Linked DNA regions of Mus musculus: region 1 is linked to region 2. Evidence: chromatin contacts called from public HiChIP or PLAC-seq data. All regions are on one chromosome and are shown on one strand. Each heading gives the region's core, a stretch centred on a gene start, on an enhancer-like site or on the middle of the called end of the contact. The rest is flanking DNA. Distances are from core to core; before and after follow the strand shown. Region 1 overlaps Gm29683 (predicted gene, 29683). Region 2 has its middle 58 kb from the start of Gm35271.

What was found. HiChIP or PLAC-seq counts read pairs in DNA pulled down with a chosen protein or histone mark.
Region 1: an H3K27ac HiChIP or PLAC-seq map of the NIH/3T3 cell line shows a contact between it and region 2, with 4 times the contacts expected there. The contact joins two enhancer-like sites. A contact is called at or near these places in 7 of 115 datasets of contacts at active chromatin or transcription factors (the NIH/3T3 cell line, embryonic basal ganglia, embryonic forebrain and 4 more) and 1 of 9 other capture datasets (embryonic stem cells).

The regions. Positions count from the first base shown.
Region 1 is chr7:70,330,636-70,333,335 of GRCm38.p6, reverse strand. All of the region lies in intron 1 of Gm29683 (predicted gene, 29683), which reads left to right. Among named protein-coding and RNA genes, the nearest start is that of Gm29683, 5.8 kb to the left of the region's middle. Within about 2 kb of position 1,440, at least 109 of the 459 cell types and tissues checked have an H3K27ac peak or open chromatin away from gene starts, as enhancers often do. A contact at or near this core is called in the NIH/3T3 cell line, where this site is marked.
Region 2 is chr7:70,143,837-70,146,536 of GRCm38.p6, reverse strand. No RefSeq gene overlaps it. Among named protein-coding and RNA genes, the nearest start is that of Gm35271, 58 kb to the left of the region's middle. Within about 2 kb of position 1,411, at least 14 of the 459 cell types and tissues checked have an H3K27ac peak or open chromatin away from gene starts, as enhancers often do. A contact at or near this core is called in the NIH/3T3 cell line, where this site is marked.

The DNA of each region.
Region 1 (2,700 bases), core at 191-2,690, 190 kb before region 2:
CACTCAAAGTTCTGAATGTCACATTATAGAGGGAGAGCAGGCTCTGTTTCACAGTCTGTCAGGGGTTTGGAAGACTCCATGAATGTTACCTTTTGAAAATACTCCCCCACCCCCGTTCTCTCTCTCTCTCTCTCTCTCTCTCTCTCTCTCTCTCAATTTTCTCGGCCCAAGAGGAAGCTTCATGCTCTCTATGACACAGACTGGTCTCCACAAGGAGAGAGGATCCGAGCCCTATAGGTAGGAAATGACAGGTGTCTGCAGGTTTGAGGTGAAGGTTGCTGGCGCTGCTCTTGTACCAGCCAGAAGATCAAAAAACGACTTCTGAAAAGGGCAGAACGGGGTGGTATTTTAAAGTTTACACTGAGCTTGTAGAGACAATCAGTTCTCAACCACTTCCTTTTCAGTCACAGAAAGGCCTGGAGTGCTGGGATAGGGTTTGAGAGAGAAACGAGCTTAAGGAACCGGGCAATCTTGCCAGAGACTTCTGCCCCTACCACTTTTCACACCTGCGCTGCCCAGTTTCCAGTTCAACCCTGAGCCAGAGAGGCTGCCTAAGCCTCTGGCCTCTGGGTCTGCCTGTTTTGTCCCTTCCAAATGCTTCTAGCAGGCACAGATGCTCTCACGGTCGCGTCCCTCTGGTGCATCTTGGAGAAACACTGGCAAACAGTGCTTTTCTGAGGAGCAGAAGGGCTGCTTAAGCGCCAGCAACAGGTCCATGCTGAGATTCCTCTGTCCTTCACCGGCCCCTCCTTCCACCCTCGCTACTGGGGTCCGCGGGGTAAAGGGGGGGATCTACTTCCCCCTTCCTCCTGGGTCACCCACAACAACCCAGGAAGGCAAACATCAGGTTTGCACTGTTTCTTTGGATAAACGCCTGGCTAAATGCTTCTAATAATGAATGGCCTTTCGCTGGACACTCGCTTGAACCGAAGAGAGGACCTCACTGGAGAACACCAAAAAGAAAATAACTAGAAAGTGGAAAGGAACACGGCCGGCGGCGGCCTCTAGGATCCAGACAAAGACATCTGAGTCTGTCCCTTTGCAGTCGCCCATCTCTCCTTCCTGCCTAGAGATCTGATTTGGTCCTACTGCGGCTCCCTAAGAGCCTTTAGATCCGACGTCCCTTCACTGGGGACCTTGAGCTGAGATCCCAGGGCTGGAAGGCTCCGATTCTAGCCGGAGCTGGAACCTGGTGGCCTCAACACTTGCGGGATGCTGCTACTGGGCCACAGTCCCTGCCTTGCCCACAGGAACCTAAACATCCCCGCGTCCTAGGTTAAGGTGGTTAGGGCGAGGGGGTAGGCTCCTGGACCAGCCAGGTCGAAGCGATGAAACAGCAACTTCTTCTTCTTCTTTTTTTCCCCCTGGCAGGGAGGAGGGAAATTCGTCGGAGGAGGTCGGTGGAGACTCCTCCTTCGCTCCGCCCGGAGGCAGCCAGAGCTCCGCTAGCGGTGCGTCTCCGCCCGCCCGAGCGTTTCCATAAATCAGGCCGCTGGCAGGCTGCTAATTAGCTCCGGCCGAAAAGAATGAGAGTTCTGTAGCACACGGTGGGTTGGGAGTGGGGGCCCAGTAGGTGGGAGATCAGAATTCCCCAGGATTAACGGGGGGACTCCTTGGGGGCATCTCCGCGCTCCCTGCCCGAGCCACCTCCGATCACCTCCTGCCAGCAAAGGCCCGCAAGTTCGGGCCTCCAGATCCCGCGCCTCCCGCACTGCGCGCACCTCTGCAGTCGACCTGGCCCGCCCACCCACGCCGAGGCCCCCTCTCCCACTCGCTGAGCATGCCTGGCGTTAATTAACTCCCCCTTCACCCGGTGCAGTATCGGAAGACTTTCAAAACTCGTCCCAAAGTGTTTCCTTCTCAAGCCTGAAGGCAGCGTTTGGAACGACCCGCAGAAAAGGGGGGCGGGGTGTGGATCTGGGGGAAGGGTTGGTTGCACCGGGATTTGAGATAACAAGACTTCCCCAGCGATTGTGTGGGTAGAGGGATGGGCTGTTGTAACCTCATCCCCTCTCCCCTAGTGAAAAGGCAAGACGGTCAGGGAAGATTAAAAATAACATTAAAGTTGGATTATTGATTTCCATGTAAATTGCCAGCCGAGAGAGCTACTTCTGTTTATTTTCTCTTTTCCTCCCCCACGCTTCTCTAAGCCCTCTGGGCTCTGCGCCCTCGGAGCCATTCCCACCCTCCTTAGGGACGAGACTCCTAGATGACATCACCAAGGAGAACGGCGGCCTCCCCGCCCCTGGCCTCAAGACCCCTGAGCAGAGATTGACAGGTGTCTCTAGCAAAGACAATGCCTTCCAGGTGTCAGTATTCCCGTTCCACCCCTCCCACTCCGCCCTCTTTGCTCCTTTCCCTTAACAACTCTCCTACCCACCCACTCTTCCTCCACGAGGCTTGTTCCTACCCCACCCCCACCCCCAACTCCTTGCTCTTTGCATCTGGGCACTAAGCTTCAGGTCCTGAGACTTAGGCAGGGAGCCGACGCCGAGGGGCCCGGATGGCGCTGGTGTTGTTTGTGCCCGAGGGGGAGGCCAATCCGAGATGCCAAAGGCTCGAGTGAGGGTCCAGGAGGTGGCAGGGCCCAAAGCGGGTAAAGGGTAACCGAGTGAGCATTTTCAAGGAGCCAGCTCAGTCTCTAGATTTCTGTCTTGACGTTATTCTCTACCCTCCACCCGCGATCTCTCCTCTTCTCTT
Region 2 (2,700 bases), core at 162-2,661:
GATGAGACAGCTTAATAAGAAATTGGTTTATCCAGTTAAAGAGCTTCTAGACAATCAGACACCTATTGTTATTTGGATGAGGGGAGAATGTTCAGACTAAAGCAGCTAGGGATTGGTTACAGAAACCTGCAACTACAAGAACAAAAGATAAAAGACATCAGAAAAGTCAAGTTCAAAGTCAAGGACTGGAGTATGTCTGTCTTCTTGCTTCTACTGCTTTGATGATGGACATTTAGTCTTGCAGAGGCAGACTCATTTCTATGAGTTTGAGATTATCTTTGTCTGTATAGTAACAGGGTAAGTTGCAGGAGCCAGCCTTCCTCCACCCACCAACAAAAAGAATAGACGTATAGTCCCTTTGTAGGTAAATGGGGTCCCAACAACAATGACTTGTGTAGGATAGGGTGTCTTTCTCATATATAAGATGACAGTCTAAGCTTATGTGACATTCTGCTCCATAAAAATATTCACAGAAATGAGCTTCTTCCTATGCTCAACATTGCATGCCTGGAATTTGTCCCTTTGACCCATAGTGGTGACTGAGGTTCCACTTCTCACACTGGTGGATAAAGAAGATGGAGGGAGAGAGGTGAGAATACAAAGTTTCTTCTAACAATTAAAAAAAACCACCCAGGTTCTTCCACACTCTTTCTTATCCATAAAGAGAATGTGATCATATGGTCATATAGTCAGATTTAGCTGCAAGGGAAACAGGAAAAAATGTATCTGGAAGCCAGAGATTACATTAGTTAGGTTCTATGTGAAACAATTTTTTTTCTAAATTAAATGGTTCAAATAGTAGCCATTTCATTTAGAACTCAGTGTTTGGTCACTTTGGTCGCTACCTTTTTTTTGATCCAGCACAACTGGCTTTATTGGGGAATGCTTGGGTGATGTGGTCAGCTGCTAAATATCTTCATATACTTCTGGGTTAATTGGTAAGGGGGCATTGAGCTTAGCAACCTTAACAAAGATTCTATTCCTCTAGAAAGCTTCTCTAGGGCTCACCCTATGGCAGCATGATAGTTGCCAGTGCAATAAAAGGGGTGAGTCTAACTTATGTAACATATTAAAACTTTGAGTTTAAAGGTTAATTGAGGCATATTTGGTAATGCTACATTGGCTAAAATGGCCAATCCCGATTCAAAGGGTATGTGGATTCTCCCAATATTAGTTGAGAAGGGAGGAATTTGTCACATACTTCTCTGTGTTATACATCTGGGTAAGAAGAGAACAGGTACTGCAGGGTAGCCAACAGTCTCACAATTCAGCATGGGCACTAGAGCATTATCACCAATGTCTATTGCTACAGACTGGTTGTGACTAACATCCTGCATTCCATCTTGACCTGGGTGTGTCCCAAGATACCTAGAATTTACCACCTCCACAATCTAATCTGTAAGACATCGCTCACACAAAATACAGCTAAACAAAACCTGGCTTTTTCAATGTATGACACATCATAACCCCTCCAGTGCCTTGCTTAACCCAAATAGCTGGAAGTCATCCTTGACAACTTCTCTTTCATTTTCCCATCTTCAAGTTATAACCACATTCTTAACTTCACCTCCCAGGAATCTCTGGAATCTAATGACATGTTTTCATCACTGCAATCAACACATGAGCCTACAGGTCTTGGCATCCATTCTTTCTTCATGTGCTTTGCCTCTCATACTAGAGTTACAGTGATGAAAGTACAAATGACGTCACAGCATTCTCTAGATTCAAATGTTTCACTGCTGTCCTCTTGTGCTCAAGATTGAGATAAGAACTACCAGGGCCCACAAGATACGACGTGATCTAGCTTTTGTGCTCCTGTAACTCTTTATAATCCGGCACGATGTTGAAGTCTTAAGACAACATCCTGAGCCTCAACCAATATGGTTTGGGCCATCAGAATCCCCACTCTTTAAGCTTTCAGCATTTATGTGTGCAGTAACTAGGGAGCTAGGAATTGATCTACCTCAAGCTCTACTATGCTTGGGCATACAACCAAGGGACTCTGTATCCCAATGCAGAGACACTTGCTCATCAATGTTCATTGTTGGCTTATTCACAGTAGCCATACATTGGGAACACCCTGGATCTTTATCAACTGATGAATGGGCAATGAAAATGTGGTACATTCAAACACTGGAATATCATTTAGCTGTTAAAAGAATGAACTTTACAAGAAAATGGATGGAGATAGAAAAAAGATCATCTTGAATAAAATCTTGAATAAAGTAACCCCAGAGAGAGAGAGAGAGAGAGAGAGAGAGAGAGAGAGAGAGAGAGAGAGAGAGAGAGAGAACAGTGGTAAAACTAGGGTCTAAAGTTCTATGATCTAAAGCAAAGGACCAGAAATATGATAATACCGATTACTCTACAACAATGGTGAACTATAACTAGGACGCTCACAGGCTGTTTTTATCCAGAAGATGTTGCCTTCAAATGCTATAGAAGTATCATGGCCCTGGAGCCAGTGGCCATTGACTGGAGCATAGGTGGCTTTATTGGTTATGTGGCCTCTAAGGGTGTTCCTAGCCTAAAATAGTCTGGACAATGACAAGTTGTTTATTTCATTTTATTATTTTTTATTCTAGTTTTGATAATATCTACATATTGTCCCTGATTATGGAAGGAAGGAAAAGAAAAAAATGGCATTGTTCTTACCAGACTTTCCACATTTATTTTATATTACATTTTCATTTTCTTAAA